Regions from separate parts of the Macaca mulatta genome. Here region 2 is linked to region 1. The links are chromatin contacts, called in public Hi-C maps. All regions are on one chromosome and are shown on one strand. Each heading gives the region's core, a stretch centred on a gene start, on an enhancer-like site or on the middle of the called end of the contact. The rest is flanking DNA. Distances are from core to core; before and after follow the strand shown. Region 1 has its middle 270 kb from the start of SMARCA2. Region 2 holds the start of LOC144334715.

Region 1 (7,465 bases), core at 1,731-4,230:
ACATGGATAACCTACTTCTACACATAATAACATGGATGACTCTCACAAATGTAATGTTGAGTAAAGACAAAATCCTCTTTCCTTTCACACAAATGTTAAAACAGATGAAACTAAGCACATGTGTAGGGATACATACCTCAGTGATAAAACTGTAAAGTAAAGCAAGGAAATAATGATCAAGAATGTCAGCAGAGTAGTTAGGGAAAAGCAAGTTGGTTTTATCATTAAGGAGAGGCATGCAGTGGGTTAGAGAAGGCACCTAGGCTACTGATAACATTCATTTCCCAACCCAGGTAGTAAACACATATGTAACATTTACTTTATAGTTGTTCGTAATACACTTTAGTGAAGTTTTCTGATGTATATTTCACAAAAAAATAATTTTTTTCTAAACTTGCTATTTTCTGTATGACTTGTGTATTAATATGTTAATTGAAGTTAAACAAGAACAAAAAATGTTTTTTGAAGCCCACAAAATGGAGAGAAATACTCAAGAATAGGTTTTGGAAGGTACCAGCAACAGGGCGGTTCCAGGGTTCACAACCCTTAGGAACCCTGTCCTTAGGGTGTAGTTACGGGATAATTTGTTCAACCTCTTATATCCTGGGTCTCTCTATTAAAAATCCCAGTTCCTGGAAGACAGGATAGGATTGGCCTGGTCATATTCCGTGTTGGTCACATGTCCTGATTTACCCGAGCCACGTGGAGTCAGAGAGGGGTCATTCTTCAAAGATCAGGGAGTGAGAGGGAAGGAAGCCTGCATGGATGAAAATAACCTACAATCCGGACACAGTCAAAGCCAACAAACAGAAAACACCAAGATCCAAGAAGGCATGCAGGTAAGAATCACTGACAAAGTCAAGACTGTTCCTGAAGAATTCATCCCACAGAAGGGCGGCAGTTAACTTGCTGCATTCTGTTGACCTTTGCATTCTAGGACTGGAGTACATAACTAATGTAAAAGAGTGAACAATGACATATGGATGACATTCTTCCCATGGTGCCTTAACTCGCCATATTCCCTGTCTGGGAAATGTGTGCCAACCCCAAATGGTCACTCTGATCACCTCTCCTGTTCAGAAAACTAGACTTCAACCATCCTTTATGATCTCTTCTCTTGTGAACTTTATCGTGGTCAGAGTCACAGCAAAGAGCTGAAAGTGGATTAAGAAAGGCCAAGAATCAGTGCTCCTGTTTGCTGGGACCAGGAGGCAGAGGACTAGCCTGTCATTCACAGGTCTTCAACTTCTTCCTAGCTTCATTTGTAAATTGGGGAGGTGGGTGGGGTGGTGGGAAGAAGGCAATATTGCCAGGCCAGCAGGAATCCTGACTCTCTTGGTTACTTATCCTGTACCAAGATAATTTTTGAAAGTACAGACTTGTGTGTGGAAACGTATCCTTCCCGCAGCTCAACCTCAGCTTTGAAATGCTTTTCAGCAGAAAGACGGGAAACACACAGGTAAACAGTACCTTTCTGAAGCACAATGAGTGGCCTCTGCTACAGAGACCAATTTGGAAACAGCCACATAATTCAATTTAAATTAAGCATGATTATCTTTTTTTTTTTTTTTTGAGACAGATTCTTGCTCTGTCACCCAGGCTGGAGTGCAGTGGCACGATCTCAGCTCACTGCAACCTCCACCTTCCTGGTTCAAGCGATTCTCCTGTTTCAGCCTCCCAAGTAGCTGGGACTACAGGCATGTGCCACCACGACCGGCTAATTTTTGTATTTTTAGTAGAGAATAACAGGCGTGAGCCACTGCACCTGGCCACATGAATATCTTTATTCATGAGCCTGGATCCCTAAGAATGAGGGTGCCTGTGACTACTCTTATTTCGTTCAGCAATCACGTTCATCACACAACACTCAAAGACATATTTGGTGCGCAGTTCACATCTATTCCTCTGGAGCTTTGAGCAGTTAATAAACATTAGCTCATTAGCATTAATTAAAAAGCATCTTATTACAGCAGGATCCAGAGTTACCACCTAGCCACTCTAAAAACCAGAGATCGGCTTGACTTTTAGCAAAGCCTCTTCTATTGATGGCTTCTGTGGGTGTAGCTAACATCCGCCATCCCCCATCTGATCTCATTATTTCAGATCCTTGCATGCTGGCTGGCTTTGCCTTCTCTCTCTCCTCGATCCTCCCTTTACATAAGTGCGATTGTTTCGTTGCTTCCTTCCTCGGAGACCGGGTTTTGTCCGGGCTTGGCTCGGCTTGCGTGTTTAAGGACGAACGCCTAGGCCTCTGGGCAAGGGTCTAGAGCTCCCGCAGCCCTTCATCGGGTGACCTCCTCCTGTCGGGGCCATTTGTCTTGAGGGCCTGTCTTGGAGGCTCTGAACAGGACGCTCCAAGTGGGGCCCTAGCGCTTGGCAGACAAGCCCCTGGATTGTTGCTAGAGACCCCCAGGTCGCTTTGGGGCGGAGCGCGCCTTTCATGAATCCGGGAGCCTGGGATGCGCATGGCGAGGAGGGGGGAAACGTGCTGGGGAGAAGGCAGGCCTTGATGTATGTCCCGGTGGACAAAAGCTGCTAGTGTCAGCTTGATTTGCAAGATCAACATTCATGAGTTTCACCGCTTAGAAAGGGGGATTATCTGCAAACCGGAGACTGAATGGAAGCCATAAATAAGTGATTTCACACTACCAAGCAGGAATAATATTCTCCCTCCTAAATTATTCTGAACAGCATGTTCGGCCCCTTCCAGGTTCCCACCGCTAGCTAGCCCTCAGGGGTGGTGTGCGCAAACGGTGGACCTTTCGGCGCCTAAGAGACCGGGTGCTGAGCCCGGGAGCAGCGCCCGCTTTACTTCCGAAGATCCACTCCGGGTTTTGCCTAGCACTGCTCCGGGAACCCATTCCAGACGCAGGTAACGCCAGGCAACGTTTTCCTTCTCACCCGCCCACAGCCAGCCCCTAGCCGCCGGCGTTCCCAGGCCCAACACAGCACAGATGCACGTTTCAAAATGTGTTCGAATATGCAGCCTGTATCAAAGACATTGGGAGGGTCTTTCATCCTTTCAGCTGCTTAAGTAGGGACATGCTCCTAGCTACCCTCATTTGTGGCTGGGTTTATTCTGGAATGAAAATGTACCTCTGGATGCAAAAAGGAAGGGTGGAAGGTTTTTTTCCCTACTCCTTGCACCCGATTTCTCATTTTGCCTCGCCCTCATCCTCATCCTTTGTTTACGCCAGGCTGTGTTAACCCTATGAGGACCCCCGTGGCTTGCTCTTTTCTTTCTTCCTTACGGTTGTCATCCGGTTTGTAGCCTGACTTCTTCGGGCTGTCACGTACCCCTTCCTTTTCCTGGAAGTGGTTTTGTTGTAGGACAGCCACAGGTGGACCTTACCAAGCTTTGAAGGGCGGGGACGGGGGAAGGCAAAACCCGGGAAGGCTCTGGCTGTTGCCAGAGGACGGGGCGGAGCAACCACAGTCACTGTGGTTATTATGTCCAGCCTCCTGGGACCTCCACTTAGCTTGGCTGGCACCCTGCCCCCGCCCGCACCTCCCCAGCTGCTGATGTCGGGAGGCAGCCCTCCCTGAAGGGCTGAGGGCAGGACCCTGGCGAGCGGAAGTGAAGGGTTTAAGAGCCATCCCGCTACTAGAATGGTGCCCTGATGTTTAATGGCAAATTACCCAGCAAGCACCTATTTTTAAAACTTTCACCCCTTTTCCTTGGGAGCCCCCCCCCCACCCACTGTTTTGGAAAATTTAAGCCTTTCAAGAAAACACGTGTGTGTTTGCATGCGCATGAGCATGAGAAAGAGAGAGAGAAGAGATAGTTGCTGAGGTAAGGTGAGAGATGGAGGGGAGGGGAAGGAGTTGAGCATCATGAAATAGTATAGGAGGAAGCTTTGTTCCTGGAGGATTGATTTTGTGAGGGAAGGCAGAACCAGACAACAAGGAGAATTTAGATAATATGTCTGTACTCCGAAAAGGTTAGGGTCTACAACAGTCATCTAAGGCAGTGACAGACAAGGGTCTGCACATTGAAACCACAGGGTGTCAACACGGCACAGAAAAGAGTGCAGTGTAGAGCGCTGCCTTTTGGCTGGGCAAGGCATGAAGCATTCCTGAGAAAGGTCTATACTATGAAGCCAGCTCACTGTAGGCTTGGGACTCACTGATCAGCTTTGGCTCTCCGTGGAGACTCAGGTGTTGCTGAATGAACCTAAGATACTGTGGAGAAGGCTGCTCGTCTCCAAAGCTCATGGAAAGTGTTTCTTCCTGACTAACTGCAAAAGAGTAGATATATACTGTGCTAACCTTTGTGATGAAAAGGAAAAATGGGAGAAATACATGTACCTGCATATCTTTCAAAAAAAGAGAAATATAGGAGGAATAAACCAGTAAAGAATGAAGTGAGATGAAGCAGGTCACCTAACAAGAAGGTGGGAAACAGGGTGGAAGGAATATGAGAGGGAGAAACACTTCTATGGTATAGCTCTTCGTATTATTTTTAATTTGGGGAAGTTTATTAATGTTCTATTTATTTAAAAGATTAAACCGACAAGGATGGGAAAGGAGAAAAAACTAAAAACCAAACTGAAAAAAATAAACCCAATTGTATTTCAAATGAATAACCACACTGAAAGGGGGGAAAAAGAAATCTAAGTAGTTTATGAATACACGTTAGACCATATTCCATTAGACTTAGGTAGCGTGGGAGTTGGGGAGGACTTAAAGAAACACTAAACTCTTTTTACTGGGTTTGTTTTTGTAGCAGCATAGACACAGAAGGATTCTGAAATGATTTTAGGTATTTCATAGTATTGAGCAAATCAGTAAATACATTGATGTTGATAGCCAGGGTTCTCACTGTGGAGAAGAAAGTTACAAATATAGAAAGAGAAGACCTGGATGTAAGAAGAATGGATTGCAATTGGAGGTATTGCTGTGGACTCATAATTTCTGAAATGTGTATATATGCAAGTGTATGCATTAATGTGATCTATCTATCTATCTATATCTATATATCTATAGATAGATAGATCTATCTATATATATCTATATATCTATAGATAGATAGATAGATAGATAGATAGATAGATAGATAGATAGATAGATAGATAATCTCCTGGCTTTGCCCACTGAAGCAGAAATCTTGGTAGCAGCCATACCTAACAGTCACACCTTGCTTTTGAATGTAGTATTCTAACTAAGAGGAACAAGGGATCCTTAGAGAAAAAATGTTTCCAGGGCAGAGGCAGGAAATATGCAAGATAAGCCTGGAACTTTTTTTTTAATCGAGGTGAAACTCACATAACAAAATCAATCATGTTAAAGTGTATAATCTCGTGGCATTTAGTACATTCCCAGGGTTGTGCAACCACCTCCTCTATTTAGTGAGAGCCTGAAATATCTTGTTATTCCAGGATGTAAGGAATTGTACAAAACATACTAGGGGCATATCATGAGGACAGAGGAACCAGGCTGGAGCGGCTTCCCCTGCCCATGTCTGGGACAGTTTGAACACCAAAATAATTATTGGTAGTAACAAATTATAAACCATTGAAAAAGAAAAGTATATAGAATCCATTCTATATACTCATAAGCATAGAAATAAATAAGTAAATGTATGAGAAGGATGGCTCTTTTTACAGTAGAATACTGTTATAAACAGAATCGTGTCCTCCTAAAATGCATATGTTAAATCTATAACCCCTAATGTGACTGTATTTGGAGATAGGGCCTTTAAGGAGGTAAGTAGGGTTAAATGGGGTCAATAGGGTGGGGCCCACATCCAATAAAACTAGTATCCTCAAAGGAAGAGGAAGAGACACCTGGGGCATGTACACAGAGAAAGACCAGTGAGGGCACAGCAAGAAAGATGTCATTTACAAACTAAAGAGAGAGGTTCAAGAAAAACCTACTGGGCTGGCACCTTGATCTTGGATGTCCAGCCTCTGAACTGTGAGAAATAAATGTCTGATGCTGAAGCCACCCAGTATGTGGCATTTTGTTATGGCAGCCTGAGCAGGCTAATACAAATACCTAGTGTCAACTGGTAGATGTGGCAGGAGAGCTGGAGTTGGGGAAAAAAATTATTTTACCACCATTGTGTATTTAAGATTGTTTGTGGCAAGAGTCACCCGATGTTCAATCTAGATAAAATTTTGGTGATGAATGAGCAATTTACATGTTCTTAAAGTGTCTCCCCATTGATTGCCTTTTGGTTGCAAGTGAAAAAAATAGTAATTATACAGTAGAGAAATCAGATACCCCTTTGACTAGTGATTGAAACAAACATCACCAATAAAGGACAGACAGACATCATGTGCTTCTGGATATGATGGCCTAAAGAGGAGATACTACTACTTTTGTACTATTTAACTGGAAATGCATAGCCTGAATTTAATAATGAGGAAGCATTATAGAAACCCCAAACAAGGAACATTCCATCTTACAAACAGGAACTGTGTTTTTAAGTGTCAGTATCATAAAGAAGAAAAAAAATCTAAAGAGATATGTTAACTATGATATATGATTTTAGACTGAATCCTGTACTGAAAAAAATTACTGGGTCTGGTAGGCAGCCACTAAAATGGTCCCACTTCCTGATATTTGCCCCTTTGTATAATCATTTCTCTTCAATGTGGGCTGAACTAACGACTTACTGACTTGCTTTTAATGAATAGAAGATAGCAGAAGTAATAGAATGTCACTTCAAATATAAGGTTACAGAGAATTGCTGGAAGTTTCCATTTGTGGGGCTTGTTCCCTCACTTATTCTAAGGTACTAGTTGCCATGCTGTGAGCAGCCCTAAAGAAAGGACCATGGGGTGAAGAGATGAGAGAAACTCCTGGTCAACAGCCAGTGAAGCACTGAATCCTGCCAACAACCACGTGAGTGCGCAGGAAAGTGGATCCTCCCCACATTGAGCCTTCAGATGAGACCACAGCCGTAGCCTACACATTGATTATAACCTGGTCAAAGGACCCAGCCAGGCCACACGCAGACACCTGACGTACAGAAACTGAGATCATAAATGTTTGCCATTTTCAACTGCTAAGTTTTGGAGTAATTTGTTATGCAGCTATAGATAACTAACATGCCATGTTCCTTGACAAAATTGGAAGCTGGATAGTAGATTATATTAAAGTATTATATCAATGTTAAATTTCCTGAAGTTGGTAATCTTACTCTGGATATGTAACACTGTAAGATGGTATTCTTATTCTTAGGAAATATACACTGCACATTGATAAATTAGGTACAGGGACATAATATTTCCAACTTTCAAATATGTATTATCTGTCTCAAATGTTATATACTGAGATAGATATTTGAGATATATGTAAATATAAATACATTTATATATATACATAGAGAAGAGAGAAAGGGGAGAAGAGAAAGGGGATGGAAAGAAGGGAGGAAGGGATAAGAAAGGAAGAGAGACAGCACAAGCACAAATGATAAAGTACAGCACAATGTATAGATGAGTGTTCTCTGTACTATTCT
Region 2 (7,814 bases), core at 4,515-7,014, 230 kb before region 1:
TTGCCATGTATGCATTCATGTTACTCCTATCCTAATTTAAAAACAAACAAACAAAACCACTTGTCAGTGCTCTTTCTATAACTACAAGAGCTGTAACTTCTCCTCATCTTCCCACATCTGCCCTCCCCAAAACAAAATAAAACAAAAACCAAAAACATTTTCCAAGCCTTTTCAAGCCTTGGCAGAGAATGTAAAGATTCGGAACACTTATTGATGTTGTTCATTAACATGATAATTACTAATAGTGAAGACCTGCTAAATTTTCTATGTCAGGTAATTTTATTATCTATCTCTCATCCTTTCCTTCAACAAAGTTTTTTTTTTTTTTTTTTTTTTTTAAATACAATGTGCTAGGTATCAGGCTAATTGCTGAAGTTTCAAAGATGAATCGAAACACCCTTCAGGCACTAACCATCTAGAGGACAACACCAAACGAATAATTGCATCCAAGTGCTATAATGGAGGTGCACACTGGTTGCTATGGGAGCAGAGCAGGACAAGCAGCTTCCTCTGCCTGGGGAGAACAGGGAAGACCACTAGAAGGATTCTGGGTCACAGTTGAGTCTTGAGGATGTGGGTTGAGGACCTGCACTTTAGTCAGAGGGGAAAATGTCCAATGTGGTCACTTAGGAACCAAACGGTAGACAGGTTTTCCCTGAGCCCAAGCATTTTGGCAGCGGGGTCTACAACGCTGGTAGAGACCTGTCCATGCACAGCCTAGGATAACATGCGAAGGAGTTTGAAACTTATCGTAAAATGGATTGGGAACAGACAAAGGATTTTAAGCTAAAGAACGATATAATCATAAAGAGAATTGGGGGTGGTATCTTAGGGGAATGATTGTGAAAAACATAATTTATTGAACATGCCCATTAGAAAAAAAGAGATAGCGGGGTGTGGTGGCTCACACCTGTAATCCTAGCACTTTGGGAGGCAGAGGCAGATAGATCACTTGAGGTCAGGAGTTCCAGATCAGCCTGGCGAACATGGTGAAACCCTGTCTCTACAAAAATTACAAAAATTAGCTGGGTGTGGTGGTGGGCACCTGTATTCCTAGCTAATTGGGAAGCTGAGGTTCGAGATTCCCTTGAACCTGAGAGGCGGAGGTTGCAGTGAGCCAAGATCCTGCCACTGCACTCCAGCCTGGGCAACAGAGCAAGACTCTGACTCAAAAAGAAAAAAAAGAAAAATGGAGAGAGAGGAGTGTTGATTTCTGTAATAAATTTACTTGCTAATTCTAAACTATTCTTTAAATTAAATGTCAGCTGATTCAATTTGTCAAAGCTTGGTTTCCATAACTGAAGATGAAATACTCACTGCCTAAATGGTCTTACCTGCTTATGTTTGAAGCTAGGCAACATTTCAGGCAGCATTAGCAGTTTGTCTGTTGGGACTAGAAGCTTCCTAACATTGTGCATGGAATTATTCTTTATGAGGGTGTTGTATCCAGATATCAAGTTTGAAATCCAATATCTCCTCTATACAGAATGCCAACCAAAGCAGACTTACATAACAAGTGAACGTGGCCATATAGACATGAAAAAGTGACTTCTATCTTTTGATACCAAACTAGAAAGAGAAAAGCAAGTTCAGAGAACACATTATGACTCATCAAAGTCCAAAAAGAAAAGCTTCGTGTGAATGTAGCACTCTGTGCAGCCTCCTGGAGTCCTTTTACCCTCCAACCACATTTGCTTTTGTATGATTTTCTGCAAAACAAAACAAAAAACCCCATCATTTTCCTCCTTAACTTCAATTGTTAAATTTCGTTTTACCTCAGAGGTGAAACTCATGCTATATGTTCTACAATCTTCTTTTTGTACCAAGTGAATGATGCTGCCTTTTCATTTCTCCTGAGTTTAGGCCTTATTTTATAAAATTCCTAACTGCTGGGGTACAAACTACAAACAAGATGGATTTTTAGAGGAAAGACTTGAAGGGTGATGGGGGAAGGTGGTGCTTTCTTAGACCAACGTGAAGGGAGAGGGAGATGCAGTATCTATATTTAATCTCTGTTCCCAATGATATATTTTATTTTCAATTCCCATAGCTGTGCATATACAATACATGGACACCAACGCCTCCAAGGACAACATCAAAATTTTGTATGAGCTGAAGAATATACACATATAACAAAGGGAATATTTTCTTCTTTACTTTCCCTCTGACAAAATGCCAGAAGGAATGGACAGTTTCTTTTTCCAGGGACTTACTAACTGATTGGGTTTTGTTTTTGTTTTTTGAGGATTTGCATGGCAAGTGGAGGTAGAATCTTAAGGGGATAAAGGGCATTTATTCACAAGGGAATGAAAGTGAAGTTATCAATTTCTGAAAATTGGCATGTGAGGTTGGCATGCCAGGGAAACAAATTAAGACCCTAAAAAATTAAAACCTAATACTCTCAATGTAATAAGCATTGCTATTAGGTTAAATCTCTTTATTAGAGACAGCTAGGTCATCCGGCTATATTATTAGTTGCGACTTATTAGGCAGTTAGAAGTTAGTATTTATGTTACACTTTTACTACACTACTAATCTTGCTTAAAATTTCTCACTATATATTTCTCAGTTAATAGTTACACCGGCATATCCTCAGGCAGAAAAGCAAGTTCTTACAATGGATCCTTCAGGGCGCACTATATTCTACTTCTCTTAGCGGTATTATTATCTTTTGTTGTCTTGAGGTTCACTTCAAGATAGACAGAAAATGATGAAGCTAAAGTTAACAAGCAAGTAATAAGACCTTAGAAAGCTATGGGGTGGGTGATCACCAACACTCCTAGCCATCATGAAAATGGTGCCCTGGTGGGCTCTCCTTCAGCCAGCAGTGGACTAGTGATATAAACAATTCTTGCTTCTTAATTACTACATGGCAGCATTTGGCGTTCTTTCCATTACTTCTTGTCTTCAACTTATCCAGCTTGAAGTTTTAAGCATCCTAGAACTGCATTTCAGACCCAGTTGCTCAAATGGAGTCAATTTTGCAACAGTAAAATGGTCTTAAAATAGGATTTTACTCTAGGGGGAAAAATCCTCAACCAGATAGTCACAGTGCACTTTGAATGACTAATTTAAGCCATTACATTACGAAATAAGGGATAAATCATACTTTTCATAACACTACTGCATAGGAACAGTTTTAATTTTAAGAGTCAAGCACCTACATTAATCTGAGTCTAAAGTAATAGGGCCCTGATTTAAAATCTCCTAACATTCTTTCACACTTCATAAAACTAAAAATAAAATTGTCTCACCAAACACTGACCTACTGGTCCGGCCAAAGTACTGTATTTCAAGGAAAATTGGAGCAAAGAGGTCTCAAAACCGCGACTTGCCAGCAGATTACAATTTGTAGCCTTAATTGGTCTTAAATGCGGGGTGAGAGGGAAGAGACTACGGTCTGCAGAGAATAAGAGATTTATTCCTCTTTTTAAATCAAAACCAGATTCCATGCTTCAGCCACCCCCTAACCCGCCAGCCCCGCCCCCAGGGATTGTTTTTCCGTAATTTTGTAAATATTTTAGCGAAGATGGCAGGTGAGGGAAGGTTATAGTGCTGTGTCTAGTCCACGAGGTAAAGAGAGAGGTTAGGGTGGGTTTACTTATTTATAAGGCGTTCAGCCTCTCAGCTGTTTCTCCCTCGTTGGCATTTGGAAGCTTGCAGTCCTTCAGGGAAGAGACAGATTTGGCAGGAATGTTCTTTGTGCCCGCCTTCTTCTTTTTTTTTTTTTTTTTTTTACGGGGAATAGGGGGCAGATTTATAATGACAGCCTTGGGGAAGGGGGAGAAAAAGTTTCAGCCGGCACGACAATGCCCGTTTTTTTCCACAGTCAACACTGTGCCACAAACAGCTTTGGTGCCACTCGGAGCCCTCCCCCCCATCCCCTCCCTTTCTCTCTGCAGGCTCGCACTGGCAGGCGGAGGCACAGTTAAATTCCAGCACCTTCTCCACATACCCCCAAACTACTACGCGCTATTACTACGGCTGCCCTCCCTTTTTGCTTCGCCTCCTCCCCTTCCCCAGTCTCCCTGGAGGAGCCCCGCAGCGCCCGCAGAAGAGGACTCCCAGGGAAGGGATAGCGGGCGCCCAACTCCAGCAGGGCTGGGGGCTTTCTGCATCCTGCGCAGTTTCTCTGCTCCAGGCACAAACACCGCCCGAGAGCCGGCGCCTTGCAGGCACACACGGATCCACGCATACAGTAGAGCTGTCTCGATCCACATTCTTGCACACCGCCCCCTCCTCCCCCCGCGCTCCCGGAGTCGCTGAGCTGGGCGAGTGACAGGCGCGTCCCGCCAACCCGCGCCCGGGCGGGCAGGGAGGAGCGGCGCGCGGGGCCAACTGCGGCACGTCTTCCGGCGCCCGTGGAGGAGGCGAGGGTGGGACGCTGGGCGGAGCCCGAGTTTAGGAAGAGGAGGGGACGGCTGTCATCAATGAAGTCATATTCATAATCTAGTCTTCTCTCCCTCTGTTTCTGTACTCTGGGTGACTCAGAGAGGGAAGAGATTCAGCCAGCACACTCCTCGCGAGCAAGGTAAATATAACTTACAACTCTTTTCTCCTCTTTCCCCTCCCTTCGGCCGCCCCGCTGCAGCCGCCGCGCAAACCCCTCCAGCACCGCGCCGCCTTCGCCCGGGATTATTCATTATTATCCTAATTATTATTTATTGTGCATGCAAGGAGACCAAAACAAACAGGCGGGCCAACCGCCACAACAAAAAAAGCCCGCCTCCTCCCCGCGGGCCTCAGGTGGAATGCTGTAACGACAGCTCCCAGGCGGCCGTGGAAGAAACGAGAAAGTTTCAACCGAACCTTGCTGTTCTAATAATAACAGTAATAATTACTACTTCAAGGGGGCAAAGGAGGAAAAAAATCCCAACAAACCACAGCCTTGATCCTGAGTAGGCAGTCAGATGCGCTGCCAACTCAAGGTTGCAACACACACATTCGGCCAGGTTGCAATACCCCCCATCCCCTTAAAAGCGAGGCGGGGGGAGGGGGGTGGCAGCTGGAGGGGGAAGGCCTGGGGTACAGGGGAGGAGGATGGAAACGCTTCTGTTCATCCCGAGGTACCCTCCCCGGAAGAGTTGGAAGGGGAACGGGAAAGGAGGGCGAGGAGCCCAGGCTGGCGGCGGGGCGCCAGCGAACACTGCTGCCACCAGCTTCCCAGGGACTTGTTTAAAGGGCTCCGGCTGCGGAGACGTGAGCGGATCGCAGCGGGAGAAGCCCGAGCTGACGCGCAGAGGAGGCGGCGGCCACTGCCGCGGGGCCGGTGCGTGCCTGATCGGAGGTGTCACCTCCACTTTCCGCGTTTCCTCCGGCGTGGATGGGGACGCTGACTGGTAGGCAGGCCTTTAGGCAAAGGGGCTGACAGGGGGCTGCGCCCCGGGCGCTGCGGACGTCCCTGCCCCTGTACCTGGCGGCAGCGCAGGCTCGGGTGTTGAAGTTCGGGATGTCCGGCCCGGGCCGCACTGCTGGAGGGGAGGGAGGAGGCCCCCAAGGAGGTCGGGCACGGAGGTGCTCGCCAGGCTCCGTTACCCTGCCCTTCCTCTCCCTGGGTCTGTGTTCTTTTGCTTCGCGTCTTCCCCTTGCTAGCGCCGCGGGAGCTGCGGGCGTGGGGCGCCTGCGATCGTCCGGGTGCTAGGGGCGCGCCGGGACCCGGGAGAGCCACGGCGGCTGCGGGCAGGGGAGGCCATGATCCCGATAATCTTCTCTGCCTGACTGTCACAAACAGGACCCGCGCACCATCGGGCAGCGGCGGTGTCATTCGTCCGGGAAGGGGAAGGGCTGCAGTGGGGAGGGAATAGGGGGGTGGCGAGGGCGGGAGGCGGGGAGACCGAGTAGGAGCCTCCTCTTAACGATGACACGCACTCCTTCCTTCTCGCTCCCTGCTCAGGAGTTTGCTTTATTCCCATCCCAATCTGGTTTACCCCTTCCTTTGCTCTCCCCCTCCACCCGGCCGTCCTCCCTCCTCCCGTTTGCGTTGCAAAACACGGCCATGCCATCTGCAAAGGTGTCGCGATGCACTTCCCTAAATAACCGGTCCGGCGCGCCAGCCCCTCGGCGCCCTCCGGTCGCAGGGCTCACACGGAGCACAGTGCTCTCAGTGCCCCGCACCAGGCCTCGCAGCCTGGGCGCAGTTACACCGCGCAGGGCGGGGCGCGGCAGTGCGGGCTCCAGGGGACACCCGCGCCTTGGCCGGGGCACTTGGGCCGGTTTCCGGTACACGCGGGGAAATCGCCTCCTGCCAGTGTCTGATCGCTCGCCTCCGCCTCCGCCGCCTGGATTGCATTATTATTTTTATCCGGGTTGCCGTTTGCTGCGGATGGTGGTGAGCGCGGGGCTGGCTGGGCTGCTTGGGGGGTGGGGTGGAGGGAAGTTGGACGTGGATCAGGCAGGAAAAAAAAAGTTTGGCAGGGCGGCTAAGTAGGGTGGAGGGGTGGGAGGGGGCGGCGAGCTCCCGCGGCTCGAGCCTCCGCGCCCTCCCGGCCGGCGCGAGTGTGTCTGCTCGTGAGTGTGAGTGCGAGTGTGAGAGTGTGTTGTGCGCGCAGGAGCCAGTGCGTCGGGAGCAGCGGCTCGGGCAGCTGCTCCTGCCCGCACCCTCCCCTGGAGCCCGGGAAGGACAAGGCGAGGTTTGGTGGCGAGGGCTGGTGGGGGTGGCGTGTGCATGTGGTTGTGAATGTGTGTGTGTGCGCGCGCGAGCGGCAGAGAATCAGGAAGTCACAGCAACGAAGCGCACACAGCACACAGACATGTTTGATTGCCGTGACATGACGCGCGCGAGGGAGGAAGCGGCGGCGGCGGGGGCCGGGCCGCGGGCTGTGGCGCGGGCCTAGAGCTGCGGCTCGGAGACCGGTTCCTGTCCGCCGGCCGCGCCGCCACCCCAAGCTCCGCGAACCCAGCGCCCCTTTTTGTTCCGCGTTCTCCAGGTAAGGAGCCTGCGCAGCCCTGCCGCCGGCTGTGTGCGGAGCTTTCCAGTTTTTTCCCTGCCAGCCCCCTCCGGTCTCCCGGCTCGCCTTTCCTGCAAAGTCAGGCAGGCGGGGGAAATGGGCTCCTTGTCCTCGGATCGATTGCGTGGAAAACTTTCCAGCGGGAGGCACCATGAGGGGGAAGAAGGCCTTGCTGGCTGCTGTTGCTTGTCAGTTCTTTCTCCTCCGGGTCCGGAGAGTGTGAGTCGCTGCGCCCCGGGGCTGTTGCACATTCAAACTTCGGGCCTAAACGTACCTCCAACTCTCGCAGGATTTACTCCAGCAATAAAATAAATATTCAAAGTCGTCCACTAGCTCTTGCCAGGCGTTTGGATTTTTTAAGGGAATGAGGAAAGCTTGGGAGCCGAGGGAGTGGGGGTGTTGTGCAGAATCCATTCCTTATTCAATGTCTGCACCGGGTGTTATGTAATTTTAGTAGCACATGGGTGTAAAGCCTAGACTGGGCTTCTCCCCTTCTTTGTTTATATAACTTTTGGGTGAGTTTTGCAAGGTTGTCTCTTTTTTTTTTTTCCTCCTCCCTAACCTGATGGAGGTTGGTGCTTTGGTAAAAGCAAAGCGACCTGGGCTAGTAATTTTTTGGAGAGGTGTCATCATTGTCTCCTTTCTGGTCGTCATGTAGGCATGTATGACTTTATATGTGTACTCTTAGAGCACAAGGAAGACATTAAGGATACACAGTTTGTTTACTGCATCGAGTGGTTATTTTTAACATTTCTGCCTTACCAATAGCGAGTTAAATTTCAAACTTCCATTTCAAAAGACTTAAAATTTACACCTGGTTCTGTGCCTTGCTTGTCTGAAGAGAGAATGCTTGCATAAATAATGAGA

Evidence for each region. Hi-C and Micro-C count contacts between places; a contact is called where the count stands out from the background.
Region 2: a Hi-C map of fetal cortical plate shows a contact between it and region 1, with 3 times the contacts expected there. The contact joins the promoter of LOC144334715 here to the enhancer-like site in region 1. A contact is called at or near these places in 2 of 14 Hi-C or Micro-C datasets (fetal cortex germinal zone and fetal cortical plate).

Annotation. Positions count from the first base shown.
Region 1 is chr15:97,223,091-97,230,555 of T2T-MMU8v2.0, reverse strand. No RefSeq gene overlaps it. Among named protein-coding and RNA genes, the nearest start is that of SMARCA2, 270 kb to the left of the region's middle. Within about 2 kb of position 2,980, at least 34 of the 40 cell types and tissues checked have an H3K27ac peak or open chromatin away from gene starts, as enhancers often do. A contact at or near this core is called in fetal cortex germinal zone and fetal cortical plate, where this site is marked.
Region 2 is chr15:97,451,755-97,459,568 of T2T-MMU8v2.0, reverse strand. It overlaps LOC144334715, which reads right to left and starts at 5,764. Exons shown (of 3, transcript XM_077966154.1): 1 at 5,414-5,764; 2 at 3,266-3,400; 3 at 315-1,709. The coding sequence starts at 5,764. The coding sequence ends at 3,368. The region is part of intron 3 of SMARCA2 (SWI/SNF related, matrix associated, actin dependent regulator of chromatin, subfamily a, member 2); the gene reads left to right.